Regions from separate parts of the Mus musculus genome. Here all the other regions are linked to region 1. Evidence: chromatin contacts called from public HiChIP or PLAC-seq, capture Hi-C and promoter capture Hi-C data. All regions are on one chromosome and are shown on one strand. The core of a region is the stretch at or near the end of the contact, and the rest is flanking DNA. Distances in the headings are between cores, read along the strand shown. Region 1 holds the start of Smox (spermine oxidase). Region 2 holds the start of Adam33 (a disintegrin and metallopeptidase domain 33). Region 3 holds the start of Siglec1 (sialic acid binding Ig-like lectin 1, sialoadhesin). Region 4 holds the start of Hspa12b (heat shock protein 12B). Region 5 overlaps 5330413P13Rik (RIKEN cDNA 5330413P13 gene). Region 6 holds the start of 1700037H04Rik (RIKEN cDNA 1700037H04 gene). Region 7 has its middle 42 kb from the start of 5330413P13Rik.

Region 1 (3,924 bases), core at 543-3,042:
TATCAGCCACTCTCAGATGTCATGACCCAAGTATTGTCAATCCTGCCCCCGACATTGTCAGGATTCTGCTTTGTCCACATTAAGACATCAGAAGACCGGTAGGATCCAGCTAGGGCCAGAGACAAGATCTGCCACTGAAAATCATGAGCATGAAACCACTTAAGATCTTTGAGTTCTGGGCTGGAGAGATGGTTCATCGGTTAAGCACACTTGCTGCTCTTCCAGAGAACCAAGAGTTAAGTTCCCAGCACCCACCCACAAGACAGCTTACTTGTAATGCAGTTCCAGGGATCTGACAACCTCACACACATGCATGCAGGCAAAATACTAGTACACATAAAATAAGTCAAAAACAGAGATCTTTGTATTCATAAATTAATTTTTTAATCATAAGAAAGAATAAAAACAGGGGTAGAAAGTGAACAGAGGATGGCAAGAAGGGCAGTCAGGAGAGGAAATGCTGAGAACAGAGCCCTGGGGCCCTCAAGCATTTAACAGCAAAACTAAGGGGAAGGGGACAGGCTAGGGCAGGCTGGTAGAAGGGAGGAACTGGGGCACCCAGGGAAAGATACAACTCTAGGACAGAGCTTTCTAAAGACACTGCAAGGCAAGCAAAACCTGCTAGAGCGGCCCTGGATGGACTGCAGAAGGAAAGGGTGCCTGCTTCTTAGGGGCACTGCTTAAAGTCAGAACTTCCGAGGAGATCCTTGTGATGGGAATTGGGTGCCTGGCTGACGGGGGATGAGGTTCAAAGCCAAACAGGGAGACTGTGAAATGACGAGGGCGGACAAAGACTGTTCTCAAAACCTGCTGGGTAAGAAATGCCAGGGACATCTAAAGGGATGGTCACAGGGCCCAGGAGGAAGCGCGGCCCTTCAAGCCCTGTAATGCTCCTTCCTCTGTAAGAGGAAAGGGACAGAGGTAGCAGAACACAAATAAATGAGGGCCATTCAAACACTTTCTTGACCTTCTCTTTACCCCCAGCCTGGGTGACCTCCACTCAGCACCTGCTGTTTCCCCCACAAGCTCGGCCAAGTGGACCCCAGGCGGGACGGTGCTGTGCCACTATCAGTTGGCTCCTCCAACAACCTGTGGGCACGGCTCACGAAAGGGCCAGCCACGGCGCGGTTTGCTCAGGTGCAAGACCCAAAAGGTCCGCGCACCGCTCACCTGCTCCACAGCCGCGCCACCTCCAAGCCGGCGGCCGGCCTCGGCACCCCTTCCCGGCGAAGCGACTTGCTCCCTTCCCTTCGTCAGCCTGGCTCCGGCCAAGCCGGGCAGCCTGTGAGCCCCGGGGCAACCCGCGGGAGAGCGGCTCCCCACTCCTCCAGCTGTCCCAAGGAGACCGGCAGACGCCGGGCCGCCGCCGCCGCCGCCGCCGCCGCAAGCTGTGTTCCCTCCCCTCCACAGCGCACACCCTCCGGGCCGACCGAGTGCCTCGCCGGCTTTGTCTGCGCCGCCGCGCTGGGCGTCCGGAGGATGCGGCCCGGACCCCGGGGTCGCGGCCAGCCCGGGCAGCCTCTTCTGCCCACCGCCCGCCGCCGGCCTCCATCGGGAGCCCCTTGCCTACGAGGCTCGGTGGCTGTCCGAGCCCGGGTCGGGGAGGCCGCACGGTACCTTTCCTTGCGGAGCCCGGGAGCGTCTTCGCGAGCGGCCTCGGCCTCTCCGCCTCCCCTCCTCCGCAGCCACTGGGCTTCCTCCTGCAGCCGCCGCCGGGACCGTAGGGCCGAGCCAGCCGCCGGGGCCTGTGCGGGGGCCCCGCTCCGCCTCGCGTCCCCGGCCCACCCCGCCTGGGTGCTCCGCCCCGGGCCCGCCCACCGGGGGCGGGGAGCCCGAGGCCACCCAGCCTGGAGTTGCCCGCGGCACAGCCACCTGCACTCCCCTATCTCGCAAAAGGGACGCCTCACCCACCTATCCGCCCAGAAACAGAGCCAGCCCCGCGACGCCCCGCCCTGCAAAGCAGACGAGGTCTTCCGGCACTGTCAGAGCGCTGCGCCCACCTCAGTTTACCCAGACTCTGCCGCCCTTTTGAAAAGAAGAAAGGGCCCCTCTTGTCCTGGACTGTCTCTCGTCCTGCAGGTCTCAGGTGGGTGCCGGCGGGAACCAGGAACCTCAGGTGAAAGGAAAAGAATGCTCACATCCTCTCAGTACCCAGCCCATGTCCTGAAGTGGCCCTTTTTAAAAAGTGTATTTCCCTAGTAAAACCCTCAAACTTTTAATAAAAGCCAACGTTAATACTAGGTGGCACTTTTTCCTTTTTTCAAAAAAAAATTAATTGGTATCAATTATTTTTTAGCGGGCAATAGTGGCACATGCCTTTAATCTGGTGGTTCTCCAGCTTCCTAATGCTGACACACAGTTCCTCGTGTTGTAGTGACCCCCCAACCATAAAATTATTTCATTGCTACTTCGTAACTGTAATGTTGCTACTGTTATGAATTGAAACATAAATAAATATCTGACATGCGACCCCTATGAAAGGTCGTTGGAACCCTAAGGGATAGTAACCCACAGGTTTAGGACCACTGCGGAATCCCTCTAGAAGCAGGTGGATCTCTGAGTTCAAAGCCAGTCTGAACCACAGAGTAAGTGTAGGACAGCCAGAGTCAAACAGAGAAATCCTGTCTTGAACCACCCCCAACTCTCCCCCTCCACACACACACACAAAAGTAAGAAAATTATTTTTTATTCATCTCTGCACCTCCTAATCTGTTTTTTCGTATGTTTTGCTGGTACTACACCAGGTCAACACTTGGTCCGAGGGAATACAAGCCCCTGGTGGCCGCAGAGCCTCTACTCCGAACTGTGTCTCTGGAGGGGGCCCTCCCCTGATTTCAACCTGGAACCAGGCAATGCTGAGCACAGGTCGCTGTAGGTTCAGCCCGGAGAGATCCTGGATGTGGATCACATGCTCGTGATCCCAGCCTCAGAAGGCCATGTGGGGGGGGGGGGGGTACAGAGTTCAAGGCTAGCCTTGGCTACATACCAACTTCAAGGCCAGGCTGAGCCACACAGTGAAAGCCTGCCTCAAAGAAGCAAGAAGTAGAGATGTGGCTCAACAGCAGAACACACTTCTCAACATAGACAAGGCTCTGGGGCCAATCCCCAAAACTGAATTATATATATAATTCATATATATATATATATATATATATATATATATATGGCCTGGAAAGAGGTAGCCCTGCAAAAGTGGCTCTGATGGTCCCAGCCAAAGGGAACCAACCACCTAGGAGCCAATTTGGGTAGGGGACAAATGAATTTCTGGTGAAGTTTCTTCTTGTCAGAAAGGCTCTAGTCCTTCACCAAACTCGAAGTCCCTCTTCCCACCCCTCTTTAAAACACCACGCACTCCTGGGGTTAAACTCAGGTACACACCATACTCTCCTCTGTGGCTCTGTCACCCTCCACCAAAGAGTGGAATGGCTATGGGTGACTTTAAGGGCTAAAAAGCCTCTGTGTAGTTACTTGGTCTTAGGCAAGTTACTTAGTGTCTTCTTGTTTCCGTTCCCTCCTCCTCAATAAGTAATACCTGCTCCAAAGGGTGGTATTACACAAAAATATTAATCTGATCTGACTGTTTAGAAAACTATTCAAATGGTTTGCGTGCAAACAAGCAGCTTAATTTAGTTACTCATATAACAGAAAAGCCCAGCAGTATAACTGACTCGGGTATGCAATGGCCCAAATAAATAAATAAAAATTCAAACCTGCTCTTCACAATGAAAACCTGTTTTCAGCAGCTCTGAGCCCCATCCCCACAGACCTCATCCTCATTTCTTTCAGTCAAATAGTTGGCTCTGACTGGTTCATATGTCATCCCGAGGCAGTCACTGAGGTGTAGCCTGGAGCCAGGCCATCTATTCTAAGCCATATGGATAGGGAGGGAAGAAGAATAATTACAGGGCCCTGTTTACTACCAGA
Region 2 (3,924 bases), core at 650-3,149, 430 kb after region 1:
ATGGAACACTGTGACCATAGTCATACAATTGGAAACTACTTATCGACAAGAATAAATGGCCATAGGTAATAGGCAATAGGTTGGGTAAAACTCACAAATTGGGAAAATACAACCCATACTCCAGACAAGGGCCAATCGCCTTTAAACATAGAGGTCCTTTAAACTGTTAAAAGAAGGACCAACCACTCACTAGAAAAATGAGCTACACATGAATATGTTACTATATTTAAAAAAAAAAAAAACCTGTGTCTAAAACAGCAGCTTATGTAAGAAATTGGTAGTAGTGGCTTTCTGTGGGGAAGGAGTACCCAAAGGATGGAGACTAAAGGAAGACTCTCCTAAGCATTTTATACCTTCTCCCTTGTTTGCTTTGTTGTAGTGGTGGTGGTTGTTTTTGATTCTTTTTTGTTTGGTTGGTTTTGGTTTTTTTCAAGACAGTGTTTCTTTGTGGAGCCCTGGTTGTCCTGGAACTCACTCAGGCTGCCCTTGAACTCAGAGATTCTCCTGCCTCTGGGCTTAAAGGTGTACCTCACCACTGTCAGGCTTGGGTTTGTTTTTGAGACGGGGTCTTGCTGTGTAGCTCCAGCTGCCTCTGAAGTGCTAGAATTACAGACATGAACTACAGATATCTCCCAGTCTCCTCTCATTCTCCCTCCCTGCCCCCTTTGTATACACATTCACCTGTGTGTGCATGTGTGACTCACTCTGAGTTCTTCCAGTGTTACTCTCCATCAGATTTTTTGAGATAGGGTCTCTTACTGAACCTGGACCTCAAACATTTGCCTGTCTCTGTCCAGTCCAACACTTGGCTTACAAGTTTGTGCAATGGTTCTGGCTTTCTCTGATTGCTGGAGACTTGAACTCAAGAACCAACGCAGGTCCTTTACTTACTAAGCCTTCTCCTTGATGACACCCCTCACCCCACTGCCACACACCAGGTCTCCAGGCTGATCTCACACTTTTTCCATATAGGACTTTGAACTTGTCTTTTGCCTCTCTGCTGGGATACAGGTGTGTGCTGCTACACCCAATTTATGGGATGCTGGGGATGGAACTCAGGGCCCCAATCTTGTATCAACTGAGGTGCGCTCGCTCTCTCGCTCTCATTCTCTCTCTCTCTCTCTCTCTCTCTCTCTCTCTCTCTCTCTCTCTCTCCCCCCTCCTTCCCTTCCCTCTCTCTTCCATGAGACTTCTTTCTATATTGCACAGGCTAGCTATCTTGAGTGTCCTGTCTCGATCCAATTGCCTGACCTATCATACTGGTTTTCTGTTTTTGGTTTTGGTTTTTTCGAGACTGGGTTTCTCTGTGTAGCCCTGGCTGTCCTGGAACTCACTTTGTAGACCAGGCTGGCCTCGAACTCAGAAATCCGCCTGCCTCTGCCTCCCGAGTGCTGGGATTAAAGGCGTGCACCACCACGCCTTTAATCCCAGCATTTGATGTTCGAATCGTATAAATGTTTTTTCTTCTGCCGTTGGAACTTTTACATTCCATATTCTCAGAACGAAATTATTAATCATCTTATTTCAAAGTTAAATCTCTTGCTATCCGAAATCATACCAAGTGTACGAAGTGATCTTTTCAACACGAAAGCAATGTCCTTAAAATTTGGGAAAGGGTCCCTCATGCCTGGGGGTCTGTGGTATAGAACAATTCTGTCCTGGCCATCGCTGTTCCTCTGCCCTGTGCCCACCACTGCATTGCCTTTACCAGGAACCACAGACTTCAGCAACGCGGCCACCACAAGACCCCTAGGTACCCAGATGCATCTCAGCTGCAGTGGGACAGCTTCACTGCTGTGGGACACTAGGTGCAGGTAGACAGATCCTGGGTAGAAAGGAGAATCCAGATGTCACTAGGGAGACTGCGACCAGAGATGTGTGCTAGGCAGACAGAGCAGCTGTGGGGATCACTTAGCTAGTGCCTCTATTCAGCACCAGAGAGGTTCTCTAAGAACCTTCCCGGACTTTCCGCCCTCGCCTCCCTTGGCCAGCGTGGATAGGATTGTTGCAGATAACGCCAGGGAGGGTCATCCTGGCTCCCGCAGCGCGGACTCCTGTTTTGCGGGCCAGGGTAGGGCCACACTCCTGCGCTCCTGTGAGGTGGCGCGAGGCCCGCTGAGGGCGGGAGGAGGCGGCCCCCTCTAGCCGGGGTGGAGCCAACAGCACAGCAAGAGTGAGAGGGAAAGGCACTCCCAGCCATGGGCTCGAGGTGCGGGAGACCCGGGGGGTCTCCGGTGCTGCTATTGCTGCCGCTGTTGCTGCCCTCGTGTCCGCTGCGGAGCGCTCGGATGTTTCCAGGTGAGGATACAGGCGGCGGGGGGGGGGGGGGGGGGGGGCGGCTCTAGGGCAGGGTGAAGTGGTGGTGGTCATGGGTTCCAGTGCAACTACAGAACATAGAGTTCCCGACCCTCGGCTACCTGGCCAGGACAGGATGTGGGAAGGGTCTGTGCTCCTGGTAAGGGTTGGCCCTGGAGCAGACTTGCCCACACTTACTTAGCAAAGCAAATAGGCAACACTACCCTTTCCTCAGTGCTGCCCAGCTCTGTCCGGAAGCTTCTGCACTTCCAAACTGCCAGGCCAGAGTGTCTCCCTGCTCCTGGAAGGACCTGGGGTCCTTGGAGTCCTGGTCTGCCCACAGGCCTAGCTGTCTCATTCGGCTCGTCCTCTTCTCATGCTGGGTCTGGGCAGTGTGTATGGTGTTTATACAGTTGCCTTATGTGGCAGTTCTTCAAACAGGGGTGTCTGCCTAGCCGTGCCTGGGGCTACCACTTTCTCTTCCTACTGTAACCTCTCCTTACTCCGGGACGACAGGGCTCTTAGCATCTCCAAGCCTGTAGGGTGAATCTCCAAACTCCACATAGCAAGCACTAGGCTGGCCAGAAGGCAGAAGGACCACCGGGGAGGAGGCAGTAAGGGCTGAGGGCTGGATATTGGGCAGTCTGGAAACCACCCCATATCTGTTGACTGCTGCTTCCGTAAGGCTTCTGAGGGGGCTGACTGACAGCTGTATTGCCTTTAGCCTGCGGATAGTTAATGGTGAGGAGAGAGAGCCTCTGTGTTTCCTAATGCAGACTGGCTTCCTCAGTTTCCACTTTAGTCCACCGGACTCCTAGCTTGCCTCCTTCCTTGTCTTGCAGGGCTGCACAGAGAACACTCACACCTGAATCCTTATCCTGCACCCTTGGTAATCCGAGGCCAGCAAGACTTGGTTCTCCATACTCAGTTAAGCCTTCTCTTGGCGGAGAGATCTTTAACCTCCAGGAAGGCTTCTCTGTCCTTCCTTCTCCTCCTCTCCCTTCTCTCTCTTCAGCCTCCATTCCAAAGCCACACTTGCACATCCCCACTTGCACATGGCTCACTAATTACGAAGCACATGTGACTTTAAGGACGAGGTTCCTGGAGCTGCTGCTATTTCAGATTTTGAAAATGTATATGAGCGTTTTGCCTGCACATGCATCTGTGTACCGCGGAGGTACCAGGAAAACCTGGGGGCCGGAAGAGAGAGGCGGATCCCCTGGAGCTGGGGTTACAGATAGTTATGAGGCACCATGTGGGTGCTGAGAACTGAACCCGGTCCTCAGGAAGAACAGCGAGTGCTCTCAATCCCCGATCCACCTCTCCAGCTCCCATTCCAGAATCTTGATGTCTGGGATCTAGGGAGGCGGTGGAACAAGGAGCTGGGATGACCCAGGAAGGGCTGAGCCAACAGAGCTCTCCACTCAGGCAAGGCCAGAGCTGGAGTGGCTGGGGTTTCTATGTTTTTTTCCTTTTTTTTTCTGTAACCTGTGCCAACTGGAAGATGCAGCGGCAGAGGGATAAGTGGGCTTGCTGCTATCTCTGCAGGAGCTTGGCTCCTGCAGGATAGGTCCTGTGAGTGTTTCTGGGACCAGATAGGAGAGGGGAGGTAGGAACATTCCTGAAGAA
Region 3 (3,924 bases), core at 496-2,995, 410 kb after region 1:
ACATTGTTACATAGCTGCCACCACTATCCATTTCCAGTCCGTTCTCACCATCCACAACGTAGTCTCTGTACCCATCAGATAGTAACTCCATATTCTCTCCTCTCCCAGTCCCCAGTAACTTCATCCATTTTCTGTTTCTAGATGGTTCATTAACTTGAGCAATGTAGTATTTGCTTACTATGTTATAGAGGACGTGTCAGAGCTGCATCTGTTCTGATTAATCCACTATATACATAGGCACATCTCTCTATCCATCTCTCTGTTGATAGACACAGGGATCTTTCTATCCTATGACAGGTGTGAAGGATGCTGCTGTGAACGTGGTTTAGCGGTGTCTGCTTGGAGCTCAGCTTCTGTCCCTATAGGTTCTCATCCTGTCCCATTTCCTAGTTCTACACCGACTTCTTGAGGAATCCTCAGTCTCCCACACTGCACCATTCCACATTCCCACTAACGATGTGCAGGGCTCCTATTTCTGTGCATCCTCACCAACAGTTTTTATTCTTGTTTTTTTTTTTTTTTCATTAGTAGCCATCATAGTGGTTGGTTGTTCCCATGTTTGCTGATGTGTGTGTCTTCTATCCTTTGCCACTTAACTCCCCCTGAGACAGGATCTCTTACAGCTGAGCTGGCTAGCCAGCTAACCCCAGGAATTCTTCTGTCTCTCTCTGCTCCAACCAGTGCTGGGCCTGCATTCAGGAGCTTCGGTAGTTGTACAAATGCTCACACCCGGTACGGTACCGTGTTCTTACCCCCTGAACTGCCCCCCAGCCCTCACTCTGGTTCCGACTTATGTTTTCCTCACGCGTCTTTTCATTGGTTTGTTGCCTTGCATTTCTTCAATGAGAAGTGTCTATTCAAGTCCTTTGCCCATTTTCCTAGATGGGTTGTTTTATTTCAGAGGAGGCTATGGTACTGTCAGAATTCTTGACATGTTCTGGATACTAGTCTTCAATAAATGATTCTCAAATATTTTCTCTCATTCTTTGGCTGTCTTTTTCATTTCTCTGCACAGTTTTTGTTTGTTTGTTTGTTTTTGTTTGTTTGCTTGGTTTTTTTTTTTTTTTTTTGGCTCACACAAAAATCAAGTCCCTCTTACCTACTTCCCCCTTTTCTTTTTTGAGGCACGGTCTTCGTAGCTTGCCCTGACGAGCGAGCCTTAAACACAGGATCCTCCCACTACAGCTTCCCGAACGCTAGAATCACGAAGCATTACCACTGAGCTTCGCTTCTAAGTCAGGAAAGCACTGCGTGGTCCAAAGCCATGGAGACTGACATCTGGGTTGTTTTCTAGGTGTTTCTTGGACTGCTGTGTCTGCCGCCTGTGGTGTTCCTTCCTGCTGTGGCACCCTTTGGCACAGGGCTTGCTCCTTGTGCATGGTATACAATAAGCATGTTTGTGGGTGTGAGTGTATGGCGACCTGACCCAGGAAAGTTTCCTTGACACCTCTCTAGCCTGACTCTGGACCACACACCCTTGTCATAATCACTGAGATCCCTGTAGGTCTGGGGCTCTGCACTGCTGTGGACCACAAATTCCCAGGCCTAGGTCTTCAGAAATGGGTGGATGCCCATGGCTGCCAAGAAGAGGGAAAACATAAAGCTTTCTCTGCTGTGGCCACAAGGACTCAGCCCAGAGGGGAAGTTACAGATTTATGCAGCATCCTGAAGGTTGAGTAAGATTTCTGTGAGCAAAGATCATTTATGGTGGGGGTGGAACTGGGCAGTGAGGGAGCCAGGGAGCAGACAAGATTAGGCCTAGAGTAAGTCTATGAAACACAGAGAAAGGGGACAGCATAGGGGTTAAGAAATGAGGTCTTTCAAAATCTCAGGGGGCAATGAGGAGTTTTTTGAGAGAGGAAGGACTCTTTAAAGGAAGTTGAAGGAGGATTCTGTGAACTTGAGACCACCCTGAGCTGCCAAGTTGAGAACTTTGTCTACAAACAAGCCAGGCAGCCTCAGCGTGTGCTCAGTCCGACTTGTAGCTGGAGAGGCAGGAGACCAATTTCCGGTGCTTACGGTGCTTGCTGGATGCCCTGGAGTAAGTGACAGGGTCTCACTGGACTCCAGGTTCTGTTGGTTTGAGTAATAGGAGGCGGCAGGGGAGAAGTGAAGAGAGACATGCACTGCTGATCTGCCTTGAGGCTGTGTCCTTAAGGGGTGGAGCCAAGGGGCACAGAAGACTCTCTGGGACATGCCACCAAGTGAGAGCATTTCCAATCACTCCCTGAGCCAGGAACAGGGGCTTCTGGTTCCCTGCTGGTGGCTGCCACAGCAGTCCTTCCTGTTGGGTTGACCAACACAGCAGGTGAGATAAACCCTATAGACTTGGGCCCTGGAGTGCTCCAGGCAGTCTCTGTGTGCCTACCCACCCGGCTTCCCTAGGCACCTGAATGCACCTGGGCACTGGGATGTGTGTCCTGTTCTCCCTGCTCCTGCTGGCCTCTGTCTTCTCACTAGGTAAGCTGCACGAGGCTAGTGCCTCTCATAGGGTCTGGCCTCTGTGGACTCAGCACAGAAGCCTAGACTATGATCAGATGTGACTGAGCACACCCCATCCTTGGGGCACTAAGAGGGAAATTAGATTAGATTTGGAGCCTGTTTGGAGCACCCTCTTTTGGGGCAGGTGACAGGGCTCTGTTCCCAGGCTTGCATCACCCTTTTCTCTGTTGCTCTTCCTACCCTCCTCTAGGCCAGACCACATGGGGTGTCTCCAGTCCCAAGAATGTGCAGGGCTTGTCGGGATCCTGCCTGCTCATTCCCTGCATCTTCAGCTACCCTGCCGATGTCCCAGTGTCCAATGGCATCACAGCCATCTGGTACTATGACTACTCGGGCAAGCGGCAGGTGGTAATCCACTCAGGGGACCCCAAGCTGGTGGACAAGCGTTTCAGGGGTCGAGCTGAACTGATGGGGAACATGGACCACAAGGTGTGCAACCTGTTGCTCAAAGACTTGAAGCCTGAAGACTCTGGCACCTACAACTTCCGCTTTGAGATCAGTGATAGCAACCGCTGGTTAGATGTCAAAGGCACCACGGTCACTGTGACAAGTGAGGAGCCTGGGGACTGGTCGCGGTCAGGGACTCCTAGGCTGCTGCTCCAGCCCTGTCCTTTGACCTGAACCTTGCCTAGGCCTTCAGCTCTGACCTTTGCCTATTATTTTTCACTCTGTGACATTCTCCTTTTCTTGAGTCCCCCTCCCCCCAAGTCTTGTCCTTTGGTTGGGGTTGTGGGGACAGTGTGAGGTACAGTGAGGTGAGGGGAGCCCTGAGAATTACTGCCTTTGTTTTCAGCGGATCCCAGCCCCCCCACTATTACCATTCCTGAGGAGCTGCGTGAAGGCATGGAGAGGAACTTCAACTGTTCCACACCCTACCTGTGCCTGCAGGAGAAGCAAGTCAGCCTGCAGTGGCGAGGCCAGGACCCCACCCACTCTGTCACCTCCAGCTTCCAGAGCCTCGAGCCCACTGGCGTCTATCACCAGACGACCCTACATATGGCCCTATCCTGGCAGGACCACGGTCGGACCCTGCTCTGCCAGTTCTCATTGGGCGCACACAGTAGTCGGAAAGAGGTTTACCTGCAAGTGCCACGTGAGTATATCACACCCTTGTCACCGAACACCATTTCTATAGCTCTCTGACCAAAACCAGCTTGGCTAGCCTCTAGGGACAAGCCCTTTGTCCCTGTGGCATACTGGTGCACTTAGGCCTTTAGGCCTGGCAGCTGGAGACAGCTGAGCCCCAAACAGTTCATGCTTATAATTGCAAATCTGAGGAGACAGAGACATGTGGAGACATGTGGGTCTCTGGGCCTTGCTGGTCAAACAGCCTAATCTATTTGGTGAGTTCCAAGTCACTGAAAGATTCTGCCTGAAGAAACAAGGTAGACAACACCTGGGGATCGCCATCCAAAGTTGACT
Region 4 (3,924 bases), core at 421-2,920, 360 kb after region 1:
TTCAAGACCTTCTCACTGCACCATGCATATGCACTCAAAAACACTCGAGGAGAATGCTGACTGAGGGCTTGGGACAACTTAGCTCCCAACAGCTAGGCCAGTGTACAGAGTTGGAAGCAGATGGAGGCAGACCCCCATCCCGGGGACTTTCTAATTTCACAGTGCCAACATCTGAGTTTGAGAGTCACTGAGTAGAATAAGTTGGTTTACAGAAAGTCACCCCATTTCCCAGTGAAAAAAACTGCATGCCAAATCCAGACCCAGACCCATTTAGCCCTGCCTATGGGCAGCTCTTAACTCTTGGCCTCATGACTCTGACTCTTCAGATTCACCCTGACCTACATCCCTGAGTGCTGTCTGACAGACAAGGTCTGTCAGTCATTGAAGACCAGGACTGGGTGTGGCCAAGTGGGAACTCAGAGACTTCTCCAGATCTCACAGTAGCCTAGAATTCTTTTGCCCTATGGACACAGTTCTCCAAGGGTCTCTTGTTGCGTGGGGTGATTAGGATGCGTTCCTGTGATCTCCAGAAATCTGCAGGTGTGTCTTGCTGGGCTTCCTGTTTCTACATGATGCTCATGAGAACAAAGAACCCACTCAGATCTTAACATTCTTCTCGGGGACCCTGCCTCTCAGCCTAGCACCCTGCCAGCCCTTTATTGCAACAGGACTGTCAGCAGGCTACGGTCAACTGGGGCCACAGGATCAGATCAGAACTGGCACCCAAAAGGCTGCCCCACCCTATGAGGAGATGACTTCAAGGAGAGGGGACCAGGAAAAGGCTGTGGAGTGAGGCGGCCACTCCCTCCTGTGATGGCTATGGGTGATGGGAATGGCCATGGGTGGTCCCTCTCTGCCTCAGCTTTGCTCCTTATGCCTGCACCACCCCTCTGGGTAACCTAATCATCCATCATCAGGGCAATAACTAGTTCACAATCTCTGTTCCACCAACACCTAATGCCCATTCATCCATGACCGCTCTCTCCAACGAAATTTTTCACTCTCCATGGCTCCAGAAGTCTGCATAAGTGTTCCTTTCTTCTCTTTCCTCCATCGACAGACTTACTCCACAGATAACTCCTCTAACCTTATAGAAGCTCAGACCCCACCCAACTTGGATTCCCACCTTTTGAGAGAAACCTGAGGTCTCTGGAATATTGACATCCTGATCACCCTGACGCTCTCCCACATCCCTGGGTCTCAGTGACTGGCGTCTCCTGAGGCAATTCTTGACACAAATACATCCAACCCCTTGTCTCACTTCTGGCCTAGGCAGCAGGTCCCCACAACTGGTTAAGTGAGCAGGCCCTAGTCCACAACGACTCTCCTGCCAGGCTCCACCCCACCTCCCCTGCAGCGGTTTCTCCAGACTAAAACTCCAGTGGGGTTCCATAGCCCCAGGTAGGAGCCAGAGCTCAGTTGCCTCCCCCTGTCCAGGCCAGCGGGCCCGCCTCCTCGCCTCCTCGAGGAGCTTGCAGATCTGCCCCCACCCAGCCAGTGGGCTCACAGTTCCCCAGGGCAGCCTCTGCAACTCTCTGGGAAGCCCAGAGGTCCTTCCCCAGCTCACCTCCGCCCCTCGGACAGCTCCTCCGGGTCTTGTCGCCTGGGTGCTAGCTCAGAGTCCCGCAGCGGAGCTTACAGTGGACCTCAACGTGCACCAGGCCCGTCTCTGCACCCTCCCCCAGGCCGGATGGCCGCACTCGCCGCCCAGATGTGCGAGCCGGGGCGGGGCCTGCCTGCGCGGGGCTCAGCCGAGGGGGCCCAGCCCGAGCCCCTCCCAGTTCCCTCACAACACAGCAGCACTGCGGGCCAGCGGGCCAGCGGTGCCTCCCCTGCTCAGAGGGCAGCAGCACAGGGGGGTGGGATGGGAGAAGGCAGAGGGGGAGGAGCAGGGTGTGCGGAGAATTCCAGACCCTCAAAGACCTTTTGCTGCTCGCATTTCCCCAGCTGCCCTCCCTGGTGCTGGGCCTTGGCATCTGCTGCCCAGAGTCTAGTCCCCTACGAAGGGTGACCCTGTCCTAGGTCTTTGCAGTCTCCTCAACACTTTTTCGTCCCCGATTGTCTGAACTTAGGGTGAAGGCAGAAGCTAGGTTTCCAGGCTGGGACCTCAGGCCTGACTGGAGACCTCCCAATTTGCCTCAACAGTGAGAAGTCCTCAACCTTTCGAATGAGGCTTACGGCCTTCTTGTATCAACCCAGGACCTCCTGGTGATGCCAGGTTCTGGCTTAAGTCAGGAGACTTGTAGGGGAAGCCCTGATGGTCAGGTGCTTGCCTGAGCTCTGTCCGGAGCTGACTTACCCTGCCCTGTACTCCCAGGATCTGTCAAGTCCTCTGGTCCCTGTGCCCCACAAAGGCCCCAGATGCTTGCAGACCTTACCTCCTTGTGACCTGCTCCCCTAGACCCAGCAGCGGACAAGGAGGGGAGCTGCTTTTGTTCTCTGCCATGTCACCCTTTGCCAGACCTCGGTTTCCCTCCTGGTCTGCCTAGGTTCTCTCATTGTGCCCAGAGAAAATGTGTCCCTTCCCTAGGGCTTGCTGCCCATACTGTCATATCTGCTGTCCCAGAGGGCTTTCTGACCGAGGTCAGGGCTGGAGGGGTGTGTCTGTCCCAGCAAGGTGTCCAGCCAGCAGGTTTCCCTGCCTGACTGAGGACAGAGGCACCCGTGCAGTATGTGTGTGACACTGTATCTCGTGTCTGTGTGTATTTGGCTGTTAGGGTATGTGTGACAAGACTTTTTTTTAATTAATCGATAAATTAATTTACTCACTTTATATCCCAGTTGCAGCCCTCACAGCCCCTCCCCCAACCCCTTCTCAGAGAAGGGGGAGGCCCCCTGGGTGTGCCTAGTTGTTCGCTGACAAGACATTTTGCAGAGGCCTCTAGGGGCTTGACCTCCTTCAGGGTCCGACTCTCCCACACACCTGCTTCTTGTTTTTTGTTTCAAGCATCCAATTCCCCCTGGGCCACAGCTGCAGATCCCCAGCTCAGGTGGTGGCCTGATGGCACTCCCTCATGTGGCTCCATCTCTGCCCTGGGTCCTGCTTCACTCCTCCTCAGTCACTGTCCCACCTCTGCTCAGCTTTCCCAAGCCCAAGCCTAAGCCTAAGCCTAAGCCTAAGCCTAAAACCAAGCCTAACTCTATCCCTACCCCTACCCCTACCCCTAACTCTAACCCTAACCCTAACCGTCTACACAGAGGGCAGCAGATGGTTCACAAGAATCCTCGATCCATGTTAGAGGTTTGGTTCTGTCACCATAGAAAGCTTGGGCCCAATGGGCGTGGATGAAGGACCTGCTGAATGCCTGTCCTGTCCTTCTCCTTGATGGGTCCTCCTTTCTCCCCCTGCTCTTCTCTAGTGCCACTGTGGGCCTACCCACTGTCCTGGGGGGGGGGGTTCTGACTCCTCTGGTCAGCTCTGAGTTTGCCTTCTGCTTTTCAGGCCTTCTCTAGTCTTTCTTTGGTCCTTCCCTGAGGCTCTGCTCACAGCCTCCCCTTCCAGCGGGTGCCTTCTCTTCCAGGCCCACCCTTCTGGTTTCTAATCTGTATCTGGTGAGTTTTCAAACCCAGAAATCCTGCCCATCTTGCCACCAATCCCACTCTCTTCCTGCCAAACCCACAGGAGATCCCATAATTCCAAGCATGTACTACCCTTGGCCAGTGTTCCTAACTGTCCTTCCCAGGACAGTCTCCGGCACCTCTCATGTCCCTCAGACACAGACCTGAGCTTCTGAACATTTGCTCCACCTGGGCTAGCCCTGGTGATGGCTTCCTTACCACCATCCCTCTCTTCTCCCAGCCTTTAGAAGAAACGAGGCCGTTGTATTTCACTTCGGATGCTGTGTTTGCTTAGAATGCTCCTAGCCCCAGGTACCATCACATAGGTATTTAAGGAGAATCTTTGGGTTCGGAATGCAGAGCAGA
Region 5 (3,924 bases), core at 383-2,882, 340 kb before region 1:
CCATAAATCAAGACTTAAAAGTTCTCTTCAAACAAAGTAGCAAGCACACTAACTAGGTCTCCCACACAGTATCCATCAAACCGGTTTAGGAGCCTGTTGGCAGCTGGAACCTTTGTGCTGTGGTTTGCTTATTGTGTTTCTTTTAGTCCTCTTCAGTAACATACCTTGACTACAACCTAACACTATATACCACCCCCACCCCCCCATTGGATTCCTTCTTAAAACTGATGTGTAACTACATCCTATACATTTTTATAGTGTGGAATCTTCATTCCTAAACTCAAAAAGTTAATGTGACTAGGAAGAGCTAATTTAATGGCCTAAGGGTAGTGCAGAGACAAGTGAGACTCGGGTCTCTAATATGTACAAACTCATATTAAGTCTATGACTGATTCTACCCTAAGTGTTAAGTATTTACTATTATAATGATTATCAGGCATCTCGTGATAAATAGGCCTTGCTATTCTTAGTGCTGGTCTTAGACCTGACAATCTCCTATGTGCTTTATTTTCGGTGTGGTCTTGCTATACTGAGAGGTGATGCCCTTTCGCCAAGATTCCTGCTAAACGATGATCTTCTCTCTACAAGCTTAGGCCTTCTTATTCTCCCTTAGGGAAGACTTTTGATCCTAGAAGAGAAGTCTGTCACCTGTGTACTCCTGAAATATAGGTGACAGAAGATAGATTGCCAGTCTTCATCAACTCTTAAGATGAAGAGATCTAAGTCTCAGAGGGAGAAGCTGAGGCAGAGTAGGAAAGGACAATTAGGAGAATATGGGAAGGAAATGAGCCCCTACCCAAACTCTGTCTGACCGCAGATTCTCACCAGCTGAGAATTCCCACACAACTAAGGACAGTTGCTCAGTCTGTCTCTGCTACCCTCCCTGTTAGAGGTGTGTGGTAGAGTGCCTGATATAAGAATATTCTCCTCTTTTGTTCGGTCTCCAGCATGACAGCATGACATATCCCCCCCCCCCCCCCAGCTAACAATGAAATAACGAGGGGAATATGCTTCTATACCCAACCCTATCCCCCTACCCCCCTTTCTTTCACATTTTCACTTTGAATTCTTTCTCATTTTAGGAAACTGATTCTCTTGGAGGCTGGGCGACCATCCAGGGCCAATCTGGGGACAGATTGGGGAATCACACAGTTATATTAGTATCTGTAATTTAAAGACTCACTTGACTTAATCATTAAAATTCCCGTCGTTGCTACAGAATCAGGGCTTGTTGTTGTTGCATTTGGAGAGAAATATTCAAGGACCCAGTCCCAACTTTGATGTAGACATTACCTGTGACTTAGAGCCAGGTCAGGGCCACCTGAGGTTAAGAAGTAGAAGAAAGCGTTTTTTTACGAAAGGGTAAGTGCCTTCTGGGTCTCAGGCACCATGCTTGGGGATGCTGGGGAGTCATTTCATATGTAAACTACCTGGATGGGCCGTGAGGATCCCACCAAAGCACCAAGAAAGAACAGCCCATTCCTTTTCTGACTGGAAAATAGAGCCCACTTCCCCTAGCGCCGCCGGTGAAAGAAGCCTTTCTTTGAGTGTGCAGCGGCACCAGAGGGCGCCTGGAAGGAAGAAAACCCTGGGTCTGCTTAGACCTTTCCTCCTATTGCAATGGTTTCCTTGAGCCCAGGCGGTCCAGAGCGCAAGCCAAGGTTCCACAGAAGCCCGCACAGAGGACAGAGGGCTGCTGTATTCAGCACTGTGATCTCCTGCCAAAAAACCCGAACCCCACAGGCTGCATTTGGAAGGACGTCCCCTGTCCAACCGCACCTAAGACAGCTTGAAGGAACTTGAAAGGTGGAGGGGTAGAGTGACCTTCTAAGCTGCCTGGCTACCCGACAGCTACTGGACACTACTCTTCCAGAGATAACTGGAAGTCTAGCTTTGATTTTCCATCATGGCTAAGCAATACTGGAGCTGTCCCTTGATCCTCCCACTGCTTTGTGAAATTAGAGTGGGTGGCCCAACCACAAGGCTGGGATACTTTGAATGAACCGATTTTTTTCCTTTTTTTCTTTTTCTTTTTCTTTTCCTCTTTTCTTTTCTTTTTTCTTTTTTTCTTTTTTGGCTTTCACTGTCATGGTGCAATAGTTTGAAAATCAGGGCAAGACTTCCGGAGGGAAAATGAGATCATCTCAGAGAAAATGCTCAGCAAGTGCCCCCTGGTGGTTGGTTTTTAAATTTTGCTCTTGATTGACAATGGTTTGTATTTATGGGGTACAATGTGTCTGACACTCTTATGCTAACGAAATAAGCTTTCTGTATTCGGTTGTTCTCAGATGACAGAGACTGTTTATATGTCTTCATAGAGACTCCTGCACACACACACCTTCCAGCTGCTTGTCTCCAGGATGACGGGGCTCCATCCTTCTCAGTTTGTCAAGGGCCCCCCAAAGTGTGTTAGTGTAAGATTTGGGGTGTTGGGTGATGTGATTTGGTTTAATACTATTTGAGGGGCATAGCATAACCTGAATTGGGGAATCTTTGGAGAAGTAATGTTATTGAAACCTCAACATGGGAATTGTAGACCCTTGTCATTCAATTTTACTAACACTTACCAGGGCAGGTATGGCACCCCACCAGAGATGCAAACCCACCACTCCTTCCACCCCTACATCCACCCTTTAAAACTGTACCAGCATGCCACTCCTCCGTATACCTCCCAAGCTGCCCTGTTCCCTAAGTATAGAATCTGGACTGTAGCTGTTTCATTCTCTCTCACTGCTCATGAGGAGAGACCCAAGCCTTACCATTATCTTTCCACTGAGCCTTTATGTGAAAATCCACATTGCTTTCTTTGAAGTCAGAGAAGACATGTTGATTGGCATATGTCTAAGTTCTGTCCACCTTCTTGCTCCCTAGAGGGCTCTGAGCTGTCCAGCCATTGGTACCCACCCATCAGCACTGTTACCCACCCATCCCCCATCAGCATTGGTACCCACCCATCCCTATCAGCACTGGTACCCACCCATCCCCCATCAGCACTGTTACCCACCTCATCAGCACTGGTACCCACCCATCCCCCATCAGCACTGGTAACTGCCCTACCACCACTAGCACCACCACCACCACCACCCAGGCTGCCGTATGCTTCCCTCAAGGTCTCCCTGCTTAGCCTCCTGCTCTACCGTTCTCTCCCAGGTTTCAGCAGCAGCTGCTCTTGATCCGCCTCTCTGGCTCCTGCTTACTTGCCTTGGGGTTTGTGATGATCATAAGATCTCCAGCTACCACCCCTCTAGGCTTTGTTGCTGGGGCCAGGCATGGCAATCAGGACTTACAAACAGAACCTTATTTAATTCTCATAATTGCCTTATGTGGGAGGTTCTATTACAACACTCACTTTACAGACTAGAGAACGAAGGCTCAGAGAGACTCAGTAACCTACCCAATAGCCCACAGCTAAGTTGGTAGCAAAGCAGACCTTGAACTTGGGTCTAATATACAGCTGTTAGTTGATTGCCACCCTGGGGACTGTTACTGTACCCTTCCATCCCCTCCTTGTCTTCCCTCTGCTTGCTACTTCCTCTCTCTTTTGGATGTATAACTGTTTTTCCTCCCCTGTCTGAGCATGCCTCCTCAAAGTTCAGCCTCCAGTTTGACATTCTTGTACTCTGAAAGAACCTTCAAAGTGTAGCTTTCCAGGGCAATCTCCTCATTTATGAGCTCCTACTTTTTCCATCTCACTCTGCTCAAGTCCCTCAGTTACTCAGCTGTCACCTCTCTTCTTGTCAGATGCAGGCCCCTCTCTCCCCTGTCTTCTTTATCTGCCTAATCCACACACCCATCTGACCCCTCAGTGACTCTGTCACCCTCTCTCTCCAGAGTCCTTTGTTGGCCATACTTGGCATGGTCACCACTGTTACCATCTCTACAGGGGCCCCTGGTTTCAGCACCTACTTCCCCAACTGGATCTAT
Region 6 (3,924 bases), core at 872-3,371, 330 kb after region 1:
TTAGAGCAGCAAATTCTCTTATCTACTAAGCATTTCTCTAGCCCCCAAGCATCTATCAACTTTATTACATATTATTAGTTTTCCAAGGAGATTTATTATAGTTTTTTTTTTATTTCATAAAGTTCAGACTACTCAGAGCTGGAAGTGGAGTTTGCCTAACCTGCAGTTGCTCATCTCTTCTCATCTACAGCCCTCAACTCTATAGAGACTGCTGTCCTAGCTTTGGATAATAAGGCCTTGGGCCCAGGAAGCTCCTTATAGGTCTGGGCACTTCTGATGTTGCCATACCGTCTCAGTGCACGGGCCCACTGAGAACAATGAGAAACAGCCATAGAACTTCTATCTTGGTGTTCTGTCGGCACTCAAAGCCTTATTTTCCCCAGGCAACTTTCCAAAACCATTTGTGGCCTTTCCTGGAGACATGTAGCATGCTTTAGTACAGGCAGCTCCATATCACAGGTTTTCCCAGGTACCCAAGATGCTTAGTCTAGGAACATGAGGAGTATTGGCAAGATCAAGAAACCACAGTTCTTTTTGTGTGGTGGTCTCACAGTAAGCTAGGGGTGTCTTGCTTTGGGAGTCTGTTAGCACATTAACTTACCTATCGTACATATTCAGAAAGTATGTTAAAAGGAGTTGACAATTAGAAAATTGCCTCAGACAGTAAACTGTTAGCGATTATTCTGCTTTCGATAGAGCTCACCAAGAGATGGGTTTCAAGTGAAAAGCAGCAAAAGGGAAACAGGAATCCTGAAACTGAAAATCAACACACACCTAGGCAGTAAAATAAACGCGAGAAATAGGAATCAGAGGGGACTATGGTAAACTGACGTTCCAGAAAGGCAGGGACCGCTACCCCCAAAGCCCTTGGTTCTTGTTTTGAATGTAAATGTGAGAATGTGTTGTTAGATCTGATATTTCAAAAGAAGACTGGAAATGAGAATCCTTTGTGAAGAAGTAGGATGAGGGGCAAGAAGATGGGAAGAAAAGTATTTATAAAAGTCTCCGGGGGCTATACATCTGCAGGCTGCTTTTGCCTGGCGTGGTGGCCTTCAGGATACTTTGGAGGCACTGTCTGCTGACTTGGAAAAGAACAGATATGGAACACACCACGGGGCTTCTGGAAAGGTGGGAGTAGGGGTTGAGTAGGCTGGGATTAGAATGAAAAGTTCTCAATGTCCGCTCTGGAGGACAGAATTTTCTCAACAGTAGGGAGCGCACGTACCATCCAAAACAACGATAAAAAGTTTGAGAAGCCCTGCTGAAGACAGCAGGGAAGCACTGGGCCCTCTGAAGTAACGCTATGAAAACAATAGCACAGAAAGACTATTTGTTACCAGCGTGCGAACACAAGATCCGAGTCAGGTTAACAGCCATAAGGACACGGAAGAGTCGGACCTTGAGGACTCTTACAGGCAGCGACCACATTCTATCGGAAAAACAAGCAAGCTCTCAGCGGTCCAAGGCCTGTCTCCGCTAGTTAAGTTGGAAGGATCGGGAACCTGTGTGTTCTGACTGCTCTTTCGGCACTTTAAACCTCTTGTCCTAATCAGTGTATATAAGGATAGAGATAGTCGCACACGGACAGGTGGGCCTGTGGCAAAAATCCACAAGCCTTAGTAAGTGCTCTACGAAGACGCCCACACCCTGTCGGGTGGGTCGAGACGCATCCCGCTGCCATGGCGACCGCCTCCTTGGAGACCAGGAGCAGAAGCTCCTGTCCCCGGGGGCGCCCGCGTACGCTCCCTTCCCCCCTTCCTACGCCGCGTGCCTTCTTTGTTCTAATGCTTATTTGGAATAGGGAATGGGTGGGAAAGGAAGACCGAAATCCAGACTCAGTCCAGTAGGAAAGGTGACTGCTTAACTCCTAGACAAAACTGCCGCGGATCGGAAACCTCATGGGGAAGGTCGCTCTGGTCGGTTTCCAGCAGCGGTTCCAACATAGCTCCCATCCCGCTTCATCACCCAAGCTCGTGCCGCTGGGGTGACGTCGACTCGTGGGGCTCAGCCTCCGCGCACACGTGATGTGGAATCTCGTCGTTAATTGGTGGATCTCAGAGACAGCTCATTGGTCTGAAGTGCCCTAGCCCCGCCCCTCAACGCCCCTCAAGCCAATGAAGGAGGAGAGGGCGTGGCGCGAGGCTGATGCGGCGCGGGGCTCTTCCTCGCGCTCTCCAGCCCGTTCTGCTGCTGCTACCGCCGCCTCCGCGGTCGTTTCTGACCGCCTGGCCGCGGGGCTCGCCTGCAAGGTGAGATGGGCCCTCCGGGCTCCGTCTAGTTCACCAGAGACGGCTCCTGGGTCTGAGATCCTCAGCTGTGCTGGAGCTGGAGGCTTTGCTTTCTAGCCTGAGGAACTCTGTAGAAGCGGGATGGGGTGGGGGATGTGGGGTCCTGGGTACAAATGACGGTTAGCGGGCAGGGTACAAGTGACACCTGAGGGTGGGGGCGTAAATGTGGCTGACGTCCCGTTCCTACCTGGTCCTCGTGGCTCTATGTGACCTTGGAAGAGTAGCCTCTGAGCCTCCGGTGCCCGGGCACGATCATGAGGAGGATGTTGATGTTGGGAGTGTCGGCTCCAGAGACTCCTGCGTCAGCCTGGCGAGCTCAGAGAGCGCAGGGCATTATCTCAGATGGACAGATCCGCGGCCTTGCTCTTGGTGTGGGTACGTCTGAGGCCCGTTCTGCTGCTCTTGTCCCCTGAGAAAACAATAACACTGAGGTGGGGCGTGCCACACCCACAGGGATGGCGGTAGGAAAGGCCAGAGGGCCAGAGCCAGAGCCTCTCCAGTGTCTCACAGAAATGGTTGGATTTAGGTTCTGGACCAGTGCTCCTGTTAGTGAACAGGGCTCGGTTGGACAGCTTGAGTCTTTCCTCTTTAATCTTGGTGGTGGGATGTGAAGGTAGGGCATTGCTTTGCACTGGGGTGGGGTGGGGTGGGCTGGGTGGGTGGTGGGTGGGTGGGTGGGGGGTAGGAGCAGCTTTCACCCGTGTCTCTGCTTCTTGGGTGAAAGAGTCAATCTAGAGGCCAGATGAATCCAAGCAGCCTCCTTTGATGTCAGAGGGGGATGTGGGAAGTGAATGCTAGGCAGAGGAGAACCACACAGGTTGGTAGACAGGAGGGACTAACACCCTTTTCACAGGTCAACCCTTCCCTCCACTGTTTGTGAGAGTAAACACCTATTACCGTCCTTGCATCCCTGGCTTTGGGGAAGGGGGCTCCAAAGATAGGTCAAGGCTGAGGAGATGAAAGATTGCTTCCACATGCGACCTCCATGTAGCACTCCCTGTCTGAGACTTCAGTGGGTGTTCTTTGAGCTTTAAGGGGAGGTTGGATAAGTGCTTCTGCTGGGCTGATGATTGAGCTGTGACTGGGTCCCTGGATGGGTGTAGGGGAGGTGGTAGGAAGAATTGAAGGTTGTTTACTGCTCTGACATAGAAAGGGCTTTTATGGGGTTGGGAATGGTGGTTGAAGAATGATTCAGAGAGGAGACGGTAAAAGGTTTGGGGCTGTGCTCCCAGCCACACAGCACAACGCAAGCTGAAATTGGCTCTGTGATACCTTGGGGCTTAAAGGCTGCCTCTGGGAAGAGGTAGGTAATCAGAAGGGAGAGAGAGTGTCACAATGCAAGAGTTCCGTTTTGCCATGGGTAGATCACCTTTGCCTCTTAGCTTGGAGCTTGAGTGCTAGAACAGGGCAGCCTGGACTGGACAATGAAAAAGGCCTTATGACACCGAAGACCCTGGATTTTTCCATAACCACCACCTGTTTACCCACATGCTAGCTCTTTGGGAAGGTAGCTTCAGAGCTTTCCCCGCCCACATTTTAGTCACTCCAATTTCCCTAAGAGCATCTGAAATACCAAGAAGCCCTCAGTGTGCCCCCGCCTGAAGCTGTCCAGGATCTCACCTGACTTATGTATATT
Region 7 (3,924 bases), core at 1,017-3,516, 310 kb before region 1:
GCCAGTGCTCTTAACTGTTGAGCCACCTCTCCAGCCCGGCAATCGGGTGAATCCTATGCAGACTGCTCGGTAATCTCATATCTAAAGAATAAAGTACTCGGAATGACAGAGGAAAGTGAGCCCATCCAATCCCACTTACCAAAGTGCTTTACAAAAGCCAAATCGGGCGAAGGAGAGATAGCCTTGCGTCTCTTTGAAGGGGCCATGTAGCCAAATCCAGCAGCCAGGTAACGACACGGCTGAAAAATAAATTCCGAATGTCAATGGCAGCTGCCATGTCAGCTGGAAAGCAGTGTGTCAACACCTGCACTGTTTTTCCATCCGAGTTTATTGACCCTCAGCTCTGCCGTGGGCCCTAGGTCAAGCTCCTGCAACTGCTGAGAGCCAGACCCCAGCTTTCTATTCCAGCCCTCCAGGGCACTGGGATACCGGGCTTTGGTTTGTTTGTGTCCAGGAGAAATTGAAGCCAGCATGCCCGTGAGAGAAAAGCAGTTAAGACAAGCCGGGCTTGCTGGGCCTGACCAGAGTGGGAGATGCTCAGAGCAGCAAAGAAGGATGGACGGCTTTAAACACACAGATGCGGATGTACACACGTGTCAGAAATTCCAGTTCTTTATCACCACTCCAGGTCCAAGGTCAGTTACTCCCTCAGGCACTTGCAGATATTTCTCCTCTCCGCATTGACTTAATCCATTCTCTGTGGCTGTAACAGAATACCACAGCCTTGCATGAGTCAGCATCTGGTAAGGGATTCGTTTCTGTATCATAACATAGCTGAGAGTGTCATGTGGCAACTCAGGTCACCTGTACTGACTCCGACCTCCTTTTTACCAAACCACTGACCCTACCCCAGAGGTCATTTCAGGACCTTGTCTAACCCTGATTCCCTCCCAGAGACCTCACCTCTGTGTACCACAGGCACATGCACTTGGTGTTACGTTTACAGCCCATGAGCTTTTGGGGGAATGTATGAACCAAAGCAAGGACCAGGGAGCCATCGTGTTGCAGGAGTGGGACCAGCCGCTGATCTCATGGTCTCCACTCTGTCTTTCATTTCCACCAATCAGAGGCTGCTTTTCTCACATATCCGACTTGAGTCTGTGCTTTGCTAAGCCTGTGAGGTTTACTTAGAACATTGCCTGTCACCTTCAGTGACTCCAGAGCGAACCATCCTTTCAAAGGAACCGCAGTGATCCGTGGGCTTCTCTCCCTGGAGATTGAGCAGGTTGTATGGCTAGCAGGACTCTTGAGATCGGTTACACCTACATTGGGTGTAACCGATTATACTTCATTGCAGAAAGATCTTTGTTCCATGCAATGCCTTGAATTCTGTGCAATCTGAAACGTATCTTGTTATCTTGGCTCTTCTTTATTGGCCTGATAAATCTCAGTTCTCCTTTTTTTAAAAAGCATTTATTTTTTTTTTTTTATTTTTTATTTATTTATTTTTTTTTGCTTGTTTGTTTGTTTGTTTGGTTTTTGGTTTTTCGAGACAGGGTTTCTCTGTATGGTCTTGGCTGTCCTGGAACTCACTTTGTAGACCAGGCTGGCCTCGAACTCAGAAATCCGCCTGTCTCTGCCTCCCAAGTGCTGGGATTAAAGGCGTGCGCCACCACGCCCGGTAAAAGCATTTATTTTTAACCGGCCGATACCATTTTGTTTGGCGTTTGTTTCTTGGAAGCACCATATAATTTAAGTTTCTATTTTAACCTGTAATTTGAGTCCTTCTTTAAAGATGTTTTTCCTCCTGCTTTTGTTGTTGTGTATATGCAGGTTCTCTGCTGACGGCACAGACAAGAGAAGGCCTGAAGTTACTCCGTCTTCTCTCCTCAGAGGTAAGTATGGGTTTCTGGACAGGGCTCTGCAGTGTTCCTGGCTTTGTTAACTCGATGGTTTCCAGCAAACCCCTCTTCTTCCTGAATCACAGACTCAGTTCTCACTGCTCTCCCTGGAGGGCTCACACAAGTCTCCTTTCACCTCCCAGGTTTGCAAAGGTTTGGAAGGGCATCTTGGAGTCCCCCCCACCCCAGGTTCCGGTGGAACTGCTCTGTTCACTCTTTCTCAGGGGTCACCTTTTCCACTGAGTGGGAGAGAGTGTTGGGGCCACAGCAGAGTGGGCACATAGAGGGCAGAGCAGGGAGGCAACCATGAAGGGCTTAGAACATCACTCAAGTGCCCATCGCTTATCAGCAATCCTGTCTTCTGTGGTTGTTAGAATGAAAATGGCTGCCACAGGCTCACAGGGAGTTGCACTGTTAGGAGGTCTGCCCTGCTGGGTGTGCCTTTTCAGTAACCAGAAGCCCTCTGCAGGTGGCCTTGTTACCTCCTCTAGGACTGTCACTCTCTTCCCCAGGAAAGGCTTTCTTCTTCTGGAACTTGACTCTAGTTCTTCTCTGGTTTCCCCATGCCATCCACCTGCCTGTGGACTTGTGTCTGTTTTCTTACTCATTCTTGGGGTGTCCATTTGTCCCCAGGACTTTCAATTTTTTTAATGTGTATAAACTGCTGTTACTAGTTTAAGAATTTCCTTTCTCCTGTTTTATTTATTTTATTTTTTAATAGGATCTCAAAAGCCTACTCTTCCCAAATGCAGAGATTATATACACGTGTCACACACTCTATTCTAATTTATTGCCTTACAATTAAAAAAAGATTTAGTTATTTTATGCATAAGAAGTTTCTGCTGGCATCCGTGTATATACATTACATGTGTGAGGTTCCATGTTTCTCTCTCACTGCTGGGGTGTGGGAACTTCGCTGGGGCAGATGAAATGGGAGGCACTGGACTACATTTTATCCTATGCTGGTGTTGGGTGAGCAGCTGAAGGGTCCCAGCCCAGGTTGTGTGTGTGTGTGTGTGTGTAGTTCCATCTTAGCTCAGGGGATGAGCGTCTGGGAGCACAGAGGGCCTTCTTCAGGAGGCAGGGCTCTGTATGACAAAGGCTTTCCCCCAAGGGAGATGACTGTCTCTTGATGAGAGAGGACAGGAACCTGGTTGGGAGTAGATGAAACTCCTACTATGCTCAGGTATGAGGGTACCAGAGTTTCTGAACCCACTCGACCTCACCAAGTGTCCTGGCATGGTCCACTGCCCCACAATGTGTGCCTGAGGAAGTCAGAGAAGGCCATAGGATCCCTAGGAACTGGAGTTACAGATAGATAGTAGCTCTCTTGAGGGAGCTGGGAACCGAACGTGGGTCTTATGCAAGAGCAGAAAGTGGTCTTAACAGCTGAGCCATCTCCTCTGCCCCCCACCAACCCATTATCTTTTCTAACTCTTCTCAAGTTCCCTTTATTCAATCGTCTCATTATAGTTACGGGAAATGATTATAGTTGCATGTTGACAGAGTATGCGAACTACTCACCATTTAACTGAACAATGAGATCTAATAGTGTCTCGTCTCTTGTGCAATTTTACATTTCCTGGTGGCCTGGGGCTATAAGCAAGCAGTGAAGTGTGTATGCATAGGCTCTGAGTTCAATTTTCAGCGCTATAACATCAGGATTTGTTTGTTTGTTTCTTTTCTTTTCTAGAACCGCACCATTTTAAAGCTTGTTTAATTTTCTCTGTGACTGCTAACTATTTCTTGCCTCTATTTCTTACTCTTTAAAATTAAATATCTATTAACTATCAGGGAGGGGTGGAGCCATATCTTGAAGGTCATCTGGAGAATGGTTCAAAGAAAAGAGAGTGACTCAATGTGTTTCATACGAGCCAAGTGAGCCAAGGCTGAGAACTGTTTGGCCAATGGATTTGGTAACGTGAAAGTCGCTGGTGACCTTGACAAGACTTGGGTTGTGGGAACAAATGTCTTGCTGGAAGGGATTCAAATGAGCATGGGGGACAGGAAATCATAGACTCTGACTGACACAGAAAATGTTTGAAAACATGAGTTCTTCTCTACAGGGACTAGAGAAATGTAG

Evidence for each region. Promoter capture Hi-C pulls out the DNA fragments that hold promoters and counts their contacts. HiChIP or PLAC-seq counts read pairs in DNA pulled down with a chosen protein or histone mark. Capture Hi-C pulls out chosen DNA fragments and counts their contacts.
Region 2: a promoter capture Hi-C map of the HPC-7 cell line shows a contact between it and region 1. The contact joins the promoter of Adam33 here to the promoter of Smox in region 1. A contact is called at or near these places in 19 of 39 promoter capture datasets (the 3T3-L1 cell line, 3T3-L1-derived adipocytes, the C10 cell line and 10 more), 2 of 15 datasets of contacts at CTCF or cohesin (large pre-B cells and stem cell-derived epiblast-like cells), 3 of 484 Hi-C or Micro-C datasets (the G1E-ER4 cell line, Sertoli cells and embryonic stem cells), 19 of 115 datasets of contacts at active chromatin or transcription factors (astrocytes, bone marrow-derived macrophages, craniofacial prominence and 10 more) and 4 of 9 other capture datasets (adipose tissue, embryonic stem cells, liver and 1 more).
Region 3: a contact with region 1 is called in a capture Hi-C map of embryonic stem cells, with 3 times the contacts expected there. The contact joins the promoter of Siglec1 here to the promoter of Smox in region 1. A contact is called at or near these places in 14 of 39 promoter capture datasets (the C10 cell line, the HPC-7 cell line, HPC-7-derived erythroid cells and 9 more), 10 of 484 Hi-C or Micro-C datasets (B cells, cardiomyocytes, cerebellar granule neurons and 5 more), 16 of 115 datasets of contacts at active chromatin or transcription factors (astrocytes, cardiomyocytes, craniofacial prominence and 12 more) and 4 of 9 other capture datasets (adipose tissue, embryonic stem cells, liver and 1 more).
Region 4: a promoter capture Hi-C map of fetal liver shows a contact between it and region 1, with 6 times the contacts expected there. The contact joins the promoter of Hspa12b here to the promoter of Smox in region 1. A contact is called at or near these places in 15 of 39 promoter capture datasets (the 3T3-L1 cell line, 3T3-L1-derived adipocytes, the C10 cell line and 11 more) and 3 of 115 datasets of contacts at active chromatin or transcription factors (embryonic basal ganglia, forebrain and regulatory T cell precursor).
Region 5: an H3K4me3 HiChIP or PLAC-seq map of forebrain shows a contact between it and region 1, with 3 times the contacts expected there. The contact joins the enhancer-like site here to the promoter of Smox in region 1. A contact is called at or near these places in 2 of 39 promoter capture datasets (the 3T3-L1 cell line and stem cell-derived epiblast-like cells), 3 of 115 datasets of contacts at active chromatin or transcription factors (craniofacial prominence, embryonic stem cells and forebrain) and 1 of 9 other capture datasets (embryonic stem cells).
Region 6: a promoter capture Hi-C map of erythroid cells shows a contact between it and region 1, with 5 times the contacts expected there. The contact joins the promoter of 1700037H04Rik here to the promoter of Smox in region 1. A contact is called at or near these places in 4 of 39 promoter capture datasets (the 3T3-L1 cell line, erythroid cells and neural stem cells), 3 of 484 Hi-C or Micro-C datasets (the C3H10T1/2 cell line, CD4 T cells and hematopoietic stem and progenitor cells), 16 of 115 datasets of contacts at active chromatin or transcription factors (SST interneurons, astrocytes, bone marrow-derived macrophages and 12 more) and 1 of 9 other capture datasets (liver).
Region 7: a contact with region 1 is called in an H3K4me3 HiChIP or PLAC-seq map of embryonic stem cells, with 5 times the contacts expected there. The contact joins the enhancer-like site here to the promoter of Smox in region 1. A contact is called at or near these places in 9 of 39 promoter capture datasets (the 3T3-L1 cell line, 3T3-L1-derived adipocytes, the C10 cell line and 5 more), 3 of 115 datasets of contacts at active chromatin or transcription factors (embryonic stem cells and stem cell-derived neural progenitor cells) and 1 of 9 other capture datasets (embryonic stem cells).

The regions. Positions count from the first base shown.
Region 1 is chr2:131,489,730-131,493,653 of GRCm38.p6, reverse strand. Smox (spermine oxidase) reads right to left here and starts at 1,792. Exons shown (of 7, transcript NM_145533.2): 1 at 1,618-1,792. Gm30679 reads left to right here and starts at 1,378. Exons shown (of 2, transcript XM_030252306.1): 1 at 1,378-2,086. The coding sequence starts at 1,480.
Region 2 is chr2:131,061,789-131,065,712 of GRCm38.p6, reverse strand. It overlaps Adam33 (a disintegrin and metallopeptidase domain 33), which reads left to right and starts at 1,899. Exons shown (of 21, transcript NM_033615.3): 1 at 1,899-2,298. The coding sequence starts at 2,199.
Region 3 is chr2:131,084,586-131,088,509 of GRCm38.p6, reverse strand. Siglec1 (sialic acid binding Ig-like lectin 1, sialoadhesin) reads left to right here and starts at 1,745. Exons shown (of 21, transcript NM_011426.3): 1 at 1,745-2,460; 2 at 2,693-3,052; 3 at 3,296-3,595. The coding sequence starts at 2,394.
Region 4 is chr2:131,125,158-131,129,081 of GRCm38.p6, reverse strand. It overlaps Hspa12b (heat shock protein 12B), which reads right to left and starts at 1,670. Exons shown (of 13, transcript NM_028306.3): 1 at 1,568-1,670.
Region 5 is chr2:131,826,474-131,830,397 of GRCm38.p6, reverse strand. The region is part of intron 2 of 5330413P13Rik (RIKEN cDNA 5330413P13 gene); the gene reads left to right. Among named protein-coding and RNA genes, the nearest start is that of 5330413P13Rik, 19 kb to the left of the region's middle. Within about 2 kb of position 1,632, at least 78 of the 459 cell types and tissues checked have an H3K27ac peak or open chromatin away from gene starts, as enhancers often do. A contact at or near this core is called in embryonic stem cells and forebrain, where this site is marked.
Region 6 is chr2:131,158,278-131,162,201 of GRCm38.p6, reverse strand. It overlaps 1700037H04Rik (RIKEN cDNA 1700037H04 gene), which reads left to right and starts at 2,121. Exons shown (of 6, transcript NM_026091.3): 1 at 2,121-2,249. Gm14232 (a long non-coding RNA gene) reads right to left here. Exons shown (of 3, transcript XR_003954063.1): 2 at 2,476-2,697.
Region 7 is chr2:131,803,838-131,807,761 of GRCm38.p6, reverse strand. No RefSeq gene overlaps it. Among named protein-coding and RNA genes, the nearest start is that of 5330413P13Rik, 42 kb to the left of the region's middle. Within about 2 kb of position 2,266, at least 15 of the 459 cell types and tissues checked have an H3K27ac peak or open chromatin away from gene starts, as enhancers often do. A contact at or near this core is called in embryonic stem cells, where this site is marked.